Regions from separate parts of the Mus musculus genome. Here region 2 is linked to region 1. A link is a contact called in public HiChIP or PLAC-seq data. All regions are on one chromosome and are shown on one strand. Each heading gives the region's core, a stretch centred on a gene start, on an enhancer-like site or on the middle of the called end of the contact. The rest is flanking DNA. Distances are from core to core; before and after follow the strand shown.

What was found. HiChIP or PLAC-seq counts read pairs in DNA pulled down with a chosen protein or histone mark.
Region 2: a contact with region 1 is called in an H3K27ac HiChIP or PLAC-seq map of embryonic stem cells, with 18 read pairs. The contact joins the promoter of Tmem245 here to the enhancer-like site in region 1. A contact is called at or near these places in 6 of 39 promoter capture datasets (the SN4741 cell line, frontonasal cranial neural crest, macrophages and 3 more), 3 of 15 datasets of contacts at CTCF or cohesin (CD8 T cells, the NIH/3T3 cell line and large pre-B cells), 8 of 484 Hi-C or Micro-C datasets (CD4 T cells, Sertoli cells, cerebral cortex and 3 more), 6 of 115 datasets of contacts at active chromatin or transcription factors (double positive thymocytes, embryonic stem cells and extraembryonic endoderm stem cells) and 4 of 9 other capture datasets (adipose tissue, embryonic stem cells, liver and 1 more).

Annotation. Positions count from the first base shown.
Region 1 is chr4:56,903,505-56,909,424 of GRCm38.p6, forward strand. Tmem245 (transmembrane protein 245) reads right to left here. Exons shown (of 18, transcript NM_001369260.1): 11 at 2,711-2,809; 12 at 414-545. Among named protein-coding and RNA genes, the nearest start is that of Gm22300, 7.2 kb to the right of the region's middle. Within about 2 kb of position 3,622, at least 6 of the 459 cell types and tissues checked have an H3K27ac peak or open chromatin away from gene starts, as enhancers often do. A contact at or near this core is called in embryonic stem cells and extraembryonic endoderm stem cells, where this site is marked.
Region 2 is chr4:56,944,326-56,950,245 of GRCm38.p6, forward strand. Tmem245 (transmembrane protein 245) reads right to left here and starts at 3,104. Exons shown (of 18, transcript NM_001369260.1): 1 at 2,520-3,104. The coding sequence starts at 3,086.

The DNA of each region.
Region 1 (5,920 bases), core at 2,372-4,871:
GACACCTGGCAAAGCGGCTCTGGGGAATGAAGGTGGTGATTAAGGTTCAACAATGGGGTAGGATGCAAGGCGGACGGGGTCAGTGGGAGGCCAGCTGGTGCAGCCTTTACTGCCCCTCTAGTGATGCCCACCCTACTTCCACATATCAAGGGCTTTACCAACCAGAAAACCTGGTCTGTCTGTAATGTCCAGCTTAGGGCACTCTGGTGATCCTGAGCCCACAGGCTTGTTCACGTGTTTCAGGAGTCAGCGTTTCTCGGGTGTTCTGAGCCAGACCTCAAGACTCAGCTTCTGGACAGCTTTCTGGTTTAATCAAAGCCTATGCATTCCATGGTACTAAAAACAGGGCAGCTGAAGACACTGAGGTAAGAAAAGCTGGGTTAAGTCAACCAACAGTAACCACTCCATCTTACCGAAAGAAAAGTCTCGATGTTCTCATGAACGAAAGAGGCAATATCTTGCCAGTCCAAAATATCTCCCAGCCAGCTGTTCTGACGGCTCACATGCATCTTGTGCCCTTTGTGCCTTCCAGAGTGTGTCACGTTCTATGGAACAAGGCCAGTGACATGTGAAACTCCCATTTTAACACGTCCAAAGGATAAATGCCTCTTTTGTTTTACACCTGTTTAAAATAATTCAGTAAGTACTCGCCTATGAAAATCCTTGCAAATTTAAGATATTAAGTTAGAGTTCCACCTAAAGACTAGTAGTTCAGCATTTCTGCATTCGCATTCCAGGTACTGTGAATGGCGACACAACTGCTTCTCTCCTAACCAGGAACTCACAGCACCCAGAGGGTGCATGTAAACCTTCACTTCCTTCAGCGCCTCTACCTTCTCTTGACCTCCTACTTTTGCCTCTTTCTCCATTCTTAATTATATACACTATGTAATAATGTAAGAGCAGAAAGAGAAGAAACTAACACAGAGCCAAGAAGGGGTGTGGGATCTAATTTGTCTGTCTGCAAAAAATTTACATGGGCAGGAAGCACTGAATTTGAAAGGGAAACGAGCAGACAAAATGAGGTTGAAATTCAGAGGCAAGTCAACATTTTGTGTGCCCTTCCTTTCTTCCTGAGCGCAGATGCTCTAGAGTCTGCTACATGCGAGAGGGAGAGACCACCACCCAGTTTTCCCATGTACACATCTGTCTTCAAGTCTCTGGCCCTCCAACAAAAAAAAAAATGGGGCTCAAACAGGATGAATGACAAGAAAAGCTACATGTTAAGAAGATCTAGAGTGAGCACAAAAACCGAATGAGACCTTTCTAACTGCTTAGCCCCTCAGACACAATGAAATACTTTAGCTCACATACCACTGTTAGCTTTAACTCTCAAGTCTTATCCACGGAAGTCATTATTATTCCCTCATCTCAGGGAAAGACCACACCATGTAGAACATGTCACATTCTTGTTAAGCAAGAAACTCAAACTCGGCCACCCTCCTCTGGCATGTTCTTCTTCTCTTCAAGTTAACCCTGGGAAAAAACCAGCAGCTCTGCACCCACTGTTCATATAACATGGCCTAAAAACCGGCTCAGCAGATTCCGCTGTTTATACAGAGTAGAAGCCACGCTCGTTCTACCATAAACTCTAAAGTTAGAGTGTGTAAGTATAAGCAACACAAAAAACAGTCTGGAAGGGAAAGTTTCTCAAGTTTAGATCTATTTCTGTCTCCTCAAACAGAAAGGTTTTCAAAGTCTAGAATTCACTAGTTCCAAACAATAGCCACTAACCACAGGTGGCTACTGATCACTTAAAATATGGCTCACACTAAATCTGAGCTGTGCTGCTAGTGCAAATCACACTTGAAAGAGTTCAAAGACTTGGTTGTATACTGAATTTATTTTATAAAGTATATACTGAAATGACAGTGGAAAACCTGAATTAAATGAATATTATTAAAATTAATCTCATCCATTTTTAGTTAATATTCTTGTTTGTGTTTAGTTATTTAATGCAGCTACTAGAAAAATACCACCTACGTGGCTTGTAGAAGCTTGGAGTGTAACAGCTCAGTGACAGACCTTGTGCTTATTAACACACACGATGCCAGGCTCAATCCCCATCACCATGAGCAAACAGACGTGGCTTCTGTATGTGCACTGTACACAGCTACTGCAGAGGAAGATACTACATGATGAGCAAATGATGGAAGAGGATACCTCAGAGATTACGGGGCTTGCCAAAGAAACTAACCACCAATGGAAGCCGACACTAACAAAGGCTTAAGTTCTCACTGCTGGAATGGGAAGTGAAACTCTAAAGTTAACAAAGTCCTTGTCTTGGTTACGGTTTTATTGCTGTGAACAGACACCATGGCCAAGGCAAGTCTTATAAAGGATGACATTTAATTGGGGCTGGCTTACAGGGTCAGAGGTTCAGTCCATTATCATCAAGGTGGGAGCATGGCAGTATCCAGGCAGGCAGGCAAGGCACAGTCAGAGCTGAGAGAGAGTTCTACGTCTTCATCCAAAGGCTGCTAGTGGAAGACTGACTTCCAGGCAACTAGGGTGAGGATCTTATACCCACACCCACAGTGACACACCCATTCCAACCAGGTCACACCTATTCCAACAAGGCCACACCTCCAGATGGTGCCACTCCCTGGTCCAAGGATATACAAACCATCACAGTCCTATAGACCCAATCACCCGGTAAAGCACAATGCTATTACTAGTTACTATGGACACTTAATCTAAAAGAACTTACCTTAACAAACCAAGAGTGATACAGTCTGTCCCACAGTTCTAGAACTTGCTTTTCAATCACAGCCGTATTGTTCACCTTATCTCCTAGAATTTTGTGAAGCTAGAAGAAAAATACAGGTACAATCTGATTGATATTTTTAAGTAATTTAGTATGATCAATACATGCTGGGTCTTTGTTTTGTTTTTAAATGCCTCCATGTTCCAGTAAATTCTCCCATCTTCTCTCTCATCCTCCCTCCCACTTCTCTTCCTGGGTCTCAGGGTACAAGAGAACAAGACAAATGCAAACACACTTAATGACCTAGTTGGCCTTACCTGTCCAGTGGAAAGCCTTTCCAAAGCAAGTCTAGATAGAGCTTAAGTCTTGCATTACTCCAATTAAGGGTTGCCTTAAGACTCTTAAGTAAAATTTAGGACCTTACATACAAGCACAAATCTCTCCCTGAGTCTGCTGAGACAGGCAGGGCTGGCAGGACAGACTTCTGGGAACCTGACACAGCAGGCACAACTTACACTCAGTGTAGTGTCTCATCCTATTTCCTTATTAGAGACATTTGTAAAGCTCAGAGCAAAGAGCTCAGGAGGAGATCACTTACCTTGCTCAATCCCTAGCACAGGCCAAAAGGGGGGGGGGGGGCACTTAAGAGATTTTGATTTTTGTATGTATAAGTGTATGGGCATACATATGCACAAATGAGTGTCAAAACCAACGATGGACACCGCGTGTCTCCCTCAGTCATTTTCCACTTTACTTTTTGAGATAGAGTTTAAATTAACCTTGAGCTCACCAGATTCAACTAGACTGGCCAGTCAGCAGCCCAAAGATGTTACTGCCTCTATTTCTCAGCACTGGGATTGCAACACAGGGATTACCTGTGGCTGGCTTTTCTTTTGTTCATTTGTTTTGAGATAAGATCTTTCTCATTTGTAGTCCAGGCTGGCCTCCAACTCACAGAGCCCCACCTGCTTCTGCCTGTCCTGGGGTTAAAGATGTGGGCTGAGCTTCATTTACATAGGTGCTGGGGAACAAACGCAGGTCTTCAGGCTTGCAAGACAAACTGCCAAATACTTTACAAACTGAACCATCTCCCTAGTCTCAAAACAACTTTATTTTATTTTATTTTATTTTTTGGTTTTTCATGACAGGGTTTCTCTGTATAGCCCTGGCTGTCCTGGAACTCACTTTGTAGACCAGGCTGGTCTCGAACTCAGAAATCCACCTGCCTCTGCCTCCCGAGTGCTGGGATTAAAGGCGTGCACCACCACGCCAGGCTCTCAAGACAATTTTAAAAGACAAGCATTGGATTGTAGTTCCATTTTCTTAAAATAACTGCTTCCATTTTCCCATTTTTTTCTATAACTTCCTATCCATTCACAGAGATGAAATATAAAATCTGTGTTTTTTTAATCATAAGCATTTCTATCTCTAGTGTTTGTCACCATCTTACATTCAATGGTGTTGTGTTCATTTATTAAATTCACTGCACTTAGTCACTACTCACAGGAGGATATATAAACAGTCCCAATTTTTAAGGCAGTCAGCATCTTCACATATGGTTCACGATTCGTATCCCCAGTGTAAACTGAAGAGTCGTCAAGGCAAGTAATGGAGTGCTGTGCACTGGCCAACAACGCTCTAAGGAGTTGTGTAAGTACTGCTTTGGAGTACTGCACAGGACACCACTTTCCCCAAGGCAGTATGAACTAACTGAAAGCCTTAAAGATAATTCAGCAGGCTTTAAGTGGAAACCGTTATTTGTTCTTCATTCCTTTAATGATGAAAGGCTAATTCTCCAAACTGGTTGACAATATGCATTTAGGTACTTCTTTGCCCACATGATGTTGGCCTTATAAATACCTGAACCAGTTATATCTGGTACAAACCGCTTATAAAAGTGGTTTGCTCATAAGCTAGACACAAATTATTCATAATAAATATAAAAGCCAACTATCTCTGAAAAACATTTTATTTTTCAGGTTAAAATGTTGTGACATTTATCAGTATTTCTTCAAACTTACTACCTTAAAGGCCAACACTCAAAGGCTGTTCTATGACCTCCACACATACAGCCGCCTACCCACCTACACACATCTATACCCTCTATCCCCTTCACACAAGAAAGCACACATAGTCAATCACATACACCATTCACACACACGTCACACTTGAAATAAATTTACCACATCAGGCTGATCTATATAACAGCTAATGAACAACTGATGGCTAATATATACTCCCCTTCTGTCTTCTAAGTCAGAACCAAAAACATTTCCTGACTTTTGATCCCAATGTCCTCATTTTTTAGGCTCTTGAACAAGAGGTTACATAGTTATTTCTTTTCTGTAAGTAGCCTGAAATTTATTTTTTAATCTAAGATGTAAGGTGTAGTATTCACCAAAATTCCTTTTATCTTCTTACCTAAAAGGCAAGAATGTCAGAATAAAAATTTCTCCAATAAATAAATCTGAATAAAATGCTATGGCTTTATCAAAATAACACATTTATAGAAAGCTGCAAGCTCTTTGCAGAAGCTGACTCTTCCTCCCACGACAGTTCAAAGATCTATACACACATACTTATCTCTTGCTTGTTCAATTTTTTTCCAATATCATCATGTGCCAATTGATCAAGCGTCTTGGACAGACATAATAAACCTGAAAGACAAACCTCTCAACTCTTAGTGAGTTCTTTTTCATAACTTGGGGTGTTACTTTTTTGCGTTTGTTTTTCGAGACAGGGTTTCTCTGTGTAGCCCTGGCTGTCCTGAAACTCACTCTGTAGACCAGGCTGGCCTCGAACTCAGAAATCCGCCTGCCTCTGCCTCCCGAGTGCTGGGATTAAAGGCCAACACTGCCTGGCTATTTTATTGTTTTTGAAGATTTGTTTTATTGTATGAGTGTTTGGTGCTTGCAGAGGACAGAAGGTGCCAAATCTTCTGAAACTAGAGTTACAGAAGGCCGTAAGTCGGTGTGCAGGGGCTGGGAGCCTAACCCAGTCCTCTGCATGAGCAGGGCGTGCCTATCTCACGCTACCTCTCCAACCCCCTTTTTTTTGAATTTTAAAAAAGAACTTAATTGCTTGTACAATTTTGGGGGTACACATTTCAGAGCCTTCAATCTTGTCAATCCTAACTACTTAGTCATATTAAGGCTGAAAATTAACTATATGCTCTGGGCAATATTAGGGGAGGGATACGTCCCAACTCCAGAC
Region 2 (5,920 bases), core at 1,854-4,353, 40 kb after region 1:
TGCCCTTCCTGAAGGGCACCAGGAGTTCTGACTGCCAGCAGATCTTTGCCTGCCAGCAACAGGTTCAGAATATGACCTGACTGCTCTCTAGTTTTTCAGATCTGACGTCTCTTCCTCCTGCTGGACAGGACTGATAGATACCACAGTGCAGCTGTAGCCCTGTCAGAAGCTAGTTCAGTGCCTAGCACAGAGGACACATGCAAAAGCTGGATCTTTGAACATATGACTCATCTGCCCCGTGAACGTGGGTCTGCTTACAGGGTACTTTCCTCTCTGCCTCTGTCATGCTGGCTCACATTCACAAGTTGTCATAAAGCATTAGGGCCGATGCTTTGCATTAGGCAGCCCAGCTTGGGCTCACAAAACCAAACGCTGCGGCCTCGGAGATAGAAAACTTACGGTACGCCCCTGCCCGGTTACATGTAGCTTCAACCAGTGTCAGGTGCAGGCTAACACGCCTCACTTCATCCACGTCCGACCCCTATCGGCACTGGCAGAACTCAACTCTGACAGTTGTCTGTCGCCAGGTAAGCTCAACCTGCAGGCACCCAGCTCAGCTTAGTCCTCATGCTCTAATTCACTCATAACGGTCTCTTATAATGGGCTTGTTGTGCTTTGTAACTCCCTCCTCATCTCCCTTTCTCCCATCACTGTGACCAAACTACTGTATTAGGAGCCTTTTAGTAGTATTTATTGAAAGGCTATGGTGTAGATCAATGGTAAACTGTGTGATTGTCACATTTAATTCAACACGGGTAGATACAAACATGAAGACTGACTTCAGGAAAATGATACTAAACAGGTATATAGACTGAGCTTCACAGGTATTTTCCTAAGTGTGTAAGCCCTTCCACTCTCTCCCTGAGGGCCGAGGAGAAATGCCCTATTTCCTCCCATCCCTACTAATTTACCTCTGAGCTCCACCTCTTACTCTGGCTGGAAAGGATACTATTCACACAAGGCAAGCCTTGCCTTCTTCACTTCCTAGATTCAATGGATGACACCTGAATGGATGACAGCTGAAATGTTACAGAATCTGTAATCATGGCTGAATTTCTTGAGGACTTTTCTTATACACACATAATGGTCTTTTATTCGAGGAATTTAATCCACGTAAACTGACTTCTTCAACAACAAAAGGACACTGATTTTAGCTTCCTTTTTTTTTTCTGACTTTTTTTTGGAATTTCAACAATTTATTAGATGTATGAGTTTGCGTGAACTTGAGTTGCTTTTAGCTTCCTTTTTTAAAAACTATTTTTAAAGATTTATTTTTATTATTTTTATTTAAGGATAGGTAAGAAACATTCATGTGTATGCAGGTGCTTGGAGAAATCAGAAGAGGGTGCTGGGGCTCTTGAAGTTGGAAGTAGAGGAGACTTATCAGTGATGCAACATGGGGGCTAGGGGCAGAATTCAAGACATCTGGAAGAGCAGCAAGTGGAAAACCTCCGGGCCCCTGTATTTAACTTAAGAGTAAACAACAGGAGCGGAGCTACAGCTCAGTATCTACAGCACAAGCCCACTAACACTTGGGTTTGGTCCCCAGCACAAACAGATTTGACAGCCACAGATTTGACAGTAAGCTATTCATCTTTAAGGCGGTCACACTAACTGAACCTGTGGCCCACAACTGTGAGAAGTGTACACTTACCTCTGTGTATGTCTGTTCCATTAGGATATGCTAATTTATGAGGCTGAAGGTACAACTCAGTAGCACACATGACACCCCCAGCACCACCACCCCCGCAAAAGTACTCCTATACACCCCGAAGAAAAGTACCTGACAATGTCTTCAATCAACTTTAAACAAGAACCAAGAGATGACCTCATGATCCTGGGACCAATTAGCAATCTACCTTTGGCAAGTTTAAACCTGCTCTAGCAAAGAAAGGCAATTACTTTGTAACGTTAATAATCTCAGGGCATATTCACTTTTTCAGTAACAAAGTGAATAAAGGTGAAATAGTATGGGGTGTATACACGCTAGATCTCGCGCTGTCTAGGATCTCGCTATTCCAGCGTTGCATTCTTAGCCCCTGTGGTAGTTTACCAACCAACATTCTTAAGATTCTTAAGCATTAAATAACCACTTCACTTTAACCTTGCCCGATAAATATGTGAACTAACCAGCCTGCGACGTAGTCTGAGTCAGGAATTCGCCTCTAAGATTATCTTTGCGATTCCTTCCAATTCTGAAGTTCCTCGATTGACACCTGGTATCTCTCTCCTTTAACGCAGTCCATTGCTAACGTAGACCGGGTCGCAATGGCCCCCACATAAGTAATACAGTTCTCGAAAGCGCCCAGAGTCACACACAAACTAGGGTGAAAGAACTGAACTCAGCCAAAGGACCTTTTCCCTAGCGGAGGGCGGGTTTCAAATCACACCCGCCTCTCTGGAAGGAAGCGCGCCAAGTCCCTCGGCCGTGGGAAGGCGCTCACTGGAGGACCTTTGGCCGCCTTGTCGCGGCGTCCCGGGTCCCGCCAACCTCGCACGCACTCCCCCATCTCACTCACCCACAGGCTGCTGAAGTAGTCGAGGCCGCGGCAGATGAGCGCGCCCGCGTGCGCCAGCAGCACCTGCACGCCCAGGTAGCTGCCCAGGCAGTAGAGCCCATAGAGCAGCGGGCCGCCCGCTCCCAGCAGCAGCAACAGGCGGCGGCGGCGCAGCGCCTGCTCGCCCAGCGCCTCCACGCCGTAGTCGGCGAAGCAGAGCGGCAGCAGCAGCGCGGCCAGCACGATGGGCGTGTGCGCGCGGTGCAGGCGCCGCAGCCACAGGCGGCCCAGGCGCGTGAGCGAGCTCTTGAACGGGTGCAGGAAAGTGCCGCACAGCACGGCCCAGAGCAGCGGCCGCAGGAAGGCCTCGAGGATGAAGTACACGAGCACCGCGGCGCCGCAGCACAGGCACACGAACAGCACGGCGCCCGTGTTGTAGAAAGCCTGCTTGATGGGCTTATCGAAGCGCAGCGCCAGCGCCGCGGTACGCGGGGTCTCGCCCGGCCCGACCGTGCGCGGGGCCCGGGACTCTGGCCGGGGAGAGCCCCGCGGGCTGGGCGCCTCAGCAGGGCCGCCGCGGTCGGCCATCGCGCCTCTGCCTGGACCGAGGGGCGGGGCTGCGAGCGGGGGAGGAACGCGAGGCGGAGGAGGGCGGTGCAGCGAGGATTTGTGGGTTTTGTAGTTCCCAGCGTGCGGTGGAGCATGCGCCAGAACCTAAGGAAACTACAACTCCCAAGAGGCTGAACGCAAATGCCTCCGCCCTTGGGCCCAATGGTCCCACAGGGACCAGGTAACAAGTTTTGAGGGGGTCCAAGAAAATGGGGTTGGGAGCGGGGGCGGATACTTTAATTGATGTCAACTTTTCCGGAGACAGGATCTCAAAAGAGACTCAGAGATGGAAAACACAAGCTGTATGTCTAAAAACACTGATGCACAGACTTAGTTTAACTGATTTATTTAATAAATACTTATTTTTAATCGTGTGTATGTAACATGTGTGGGTGACCAAAGAAGCCAGAAGTGTCTAATCCCCACAGACAGAGTTACAGGAGGTTGTGAACAGCCTTATTTGGATGCTGGGAATAGACCTCAGGTCCTTTGGAAGAATAATACACACTCTTAAACACGTTTTAAAGTGTTCTCTTATGTATATGACAGGGTTTTAAGTAGCTATTGCCTGGTCTAGGTGCTTGGCTCCTACCAACTCATTTTATCTTTAGAACACCCCTACAGAGATGCTACTAGTCTTGTTTTGTAGAAAACAAGGGGCGCAGAGAAATTAAGTACCTGGCCTCGTACAGCTTCCAAGTAGGTGAAGCAGGTTAACACTGTGGACGCTTATTCTGTAGTTTTTCTGTCTATGCTAACTGAACTGAACAGGGGATCCTGTTAGGAGCCCTTTGATAGTATCTATTGAAAGGCTATGGGTGTAGATCAGTGGTAAACTGTGTGATTGTCCCATTTAATTCAACACGGGTAGATACAAACATGAAGACTGACTTCAGGAAAACGATATTAAAACGGTGTATATATACCGAGCTTCACACATGTCTTCCTAAGCGTGTAAGCCCTTCCACTCTCTCTCTGAGGGCCGCGGAGAAATGCCCTATTTCCTCCCATCCCTGCTAATTTACCTCTGAGCTCCACCTCTTCCTCCAGCTGGGTAGAATACTATTCACACAAGGCAAGCCTTGCCTTCCTCACTTCCTAGATTCCTAATGGATGACACCTGGGTTACAGCAGCAGCTGAAATGTTACAGACTCTGTAATCATGGCTGAATTTCTAGGGAACTTTTCTTATACTCACATGTAAAGTTCCTTAGAGAACCATAATGTGCTGTGACTATTAACCTTTTGTGCCTCATACAGATTTAGGAGCCTCAGTATGGGAGCAATCTAAATACCTCAGAATACCTATAGCAGAATGTTAAACAGCCACTCTTTGCTTTTAGTACCTGGGGGGTCAGGTCAGCAAAGCTCCCCACTGCAATGCTCTCTCTGGCAAGGGATAATGGAAATCAGAGTTCTTACTACAGGGTGCTTGTGGAAAAAGAACAAGCCCTGAGCAGTGCGGGGGTTCTTCCGCCCTAAGGAAAAAGTGTTGGGATCCAAGCCTGCTTCCTATAAAATACAGTGAAGAGGATTTTTATTTGGGAAAGAGACAGAAGGAAGAGATATAAGTGGAGAGAGGGAGGAAGGGAAAAAGAGAGAGCTGGCCTTTACATCTTTATGGAGTACGCAGTGTGGGAGGAGTCCACCATAAGAGATAGCTATTTCCTGTTCTCAGTAAACTTTCATATTACTTTCAGCGTGTCTTCTCTTTCTGTTCTAATATAAATATGGTAGTTTCCATATGAAGAAACATTGCTAACTATGTCCTGGATGTAAAAGGCGGGGGTGGGGAAGGAAAAGGAATTCCTTTCTCCTTTCCATCTTGCTCATAGGTCTGGGGTCTTTGAAGTCTCAGTCAGCAAATGTTTGTGTCAGTTGTATAAACATTTTACTGAGCTATGTAACTGCTTTGTTCAGACCCCCTGATATCACCATCGCAAATTATAGTCAGATTTGCTGTCAGTGCACATATTCATTGACTTGAGCTGCTCTTTATATAACAAGGCGTCACCTTCATAGCTAAAACCTTTTGGGAATGGGAGGTGCTTGACACGTGCTCAGAGCTGTGAGTCAGCACCGAACACCCATGCTACCCGGGGGCTCAAAGCTCAGAGTCCAGGGCCCAGCATAAGATGGGCAGTGCTTCTGACGTTCCATCCTTCAAACTTCTAATCCCTGTAAAGCCAAAGCAGAGTGCAGGAAGAGCTTAGAGAATCTGTGCCTTTTGTCACTCAAGCCAGTCACTTGTACCCAACAGCAAAGCCTCCTCCGTGGGTGGCTACTTCCGGTCTGGCTTCCTGTCTCCTAACAAAAAGGGCTCAAAGTGCATCCAAATGATCCCTCAAGCCGGCAAATCTCTCAACTACAAAACCTAAGTTCCTGTAAACAATAAGTCACATAGCAAACTCTTTACCAAAGGGTACAAGGCCTGTGAGTGTTGCCTGAATTGTGTTGGGGCCCCAGCTCAGCAAATGGAAGAGATTCTGTCATCCTACTATACTCTGTTCCCAAGTCTCAATGAAAAGGGAACTTGCTGCACCTTTCAAAAGGGTTCTAACGGCCAAAGAGAACTGACAGGCATCGGGTAGAATTTGCAGTGAAGAAAAGAACTCTAATAGAAGAGAAACTGAGGTGTTATAAACTGAGAAGTATTTGTATGGCCTCCTGTAATACTCTGGGTTGGTTGGTTTTCACCTCCCATAGGACTCAGCATGCTGCTGTCAAAGTTGCTGGTTGATGTATCTTTCTTCCTACAGAGCTCCTACGGAGCAGGGACTGGGTCTGCTCCAGTTCTGTGTGTCTATGACCTG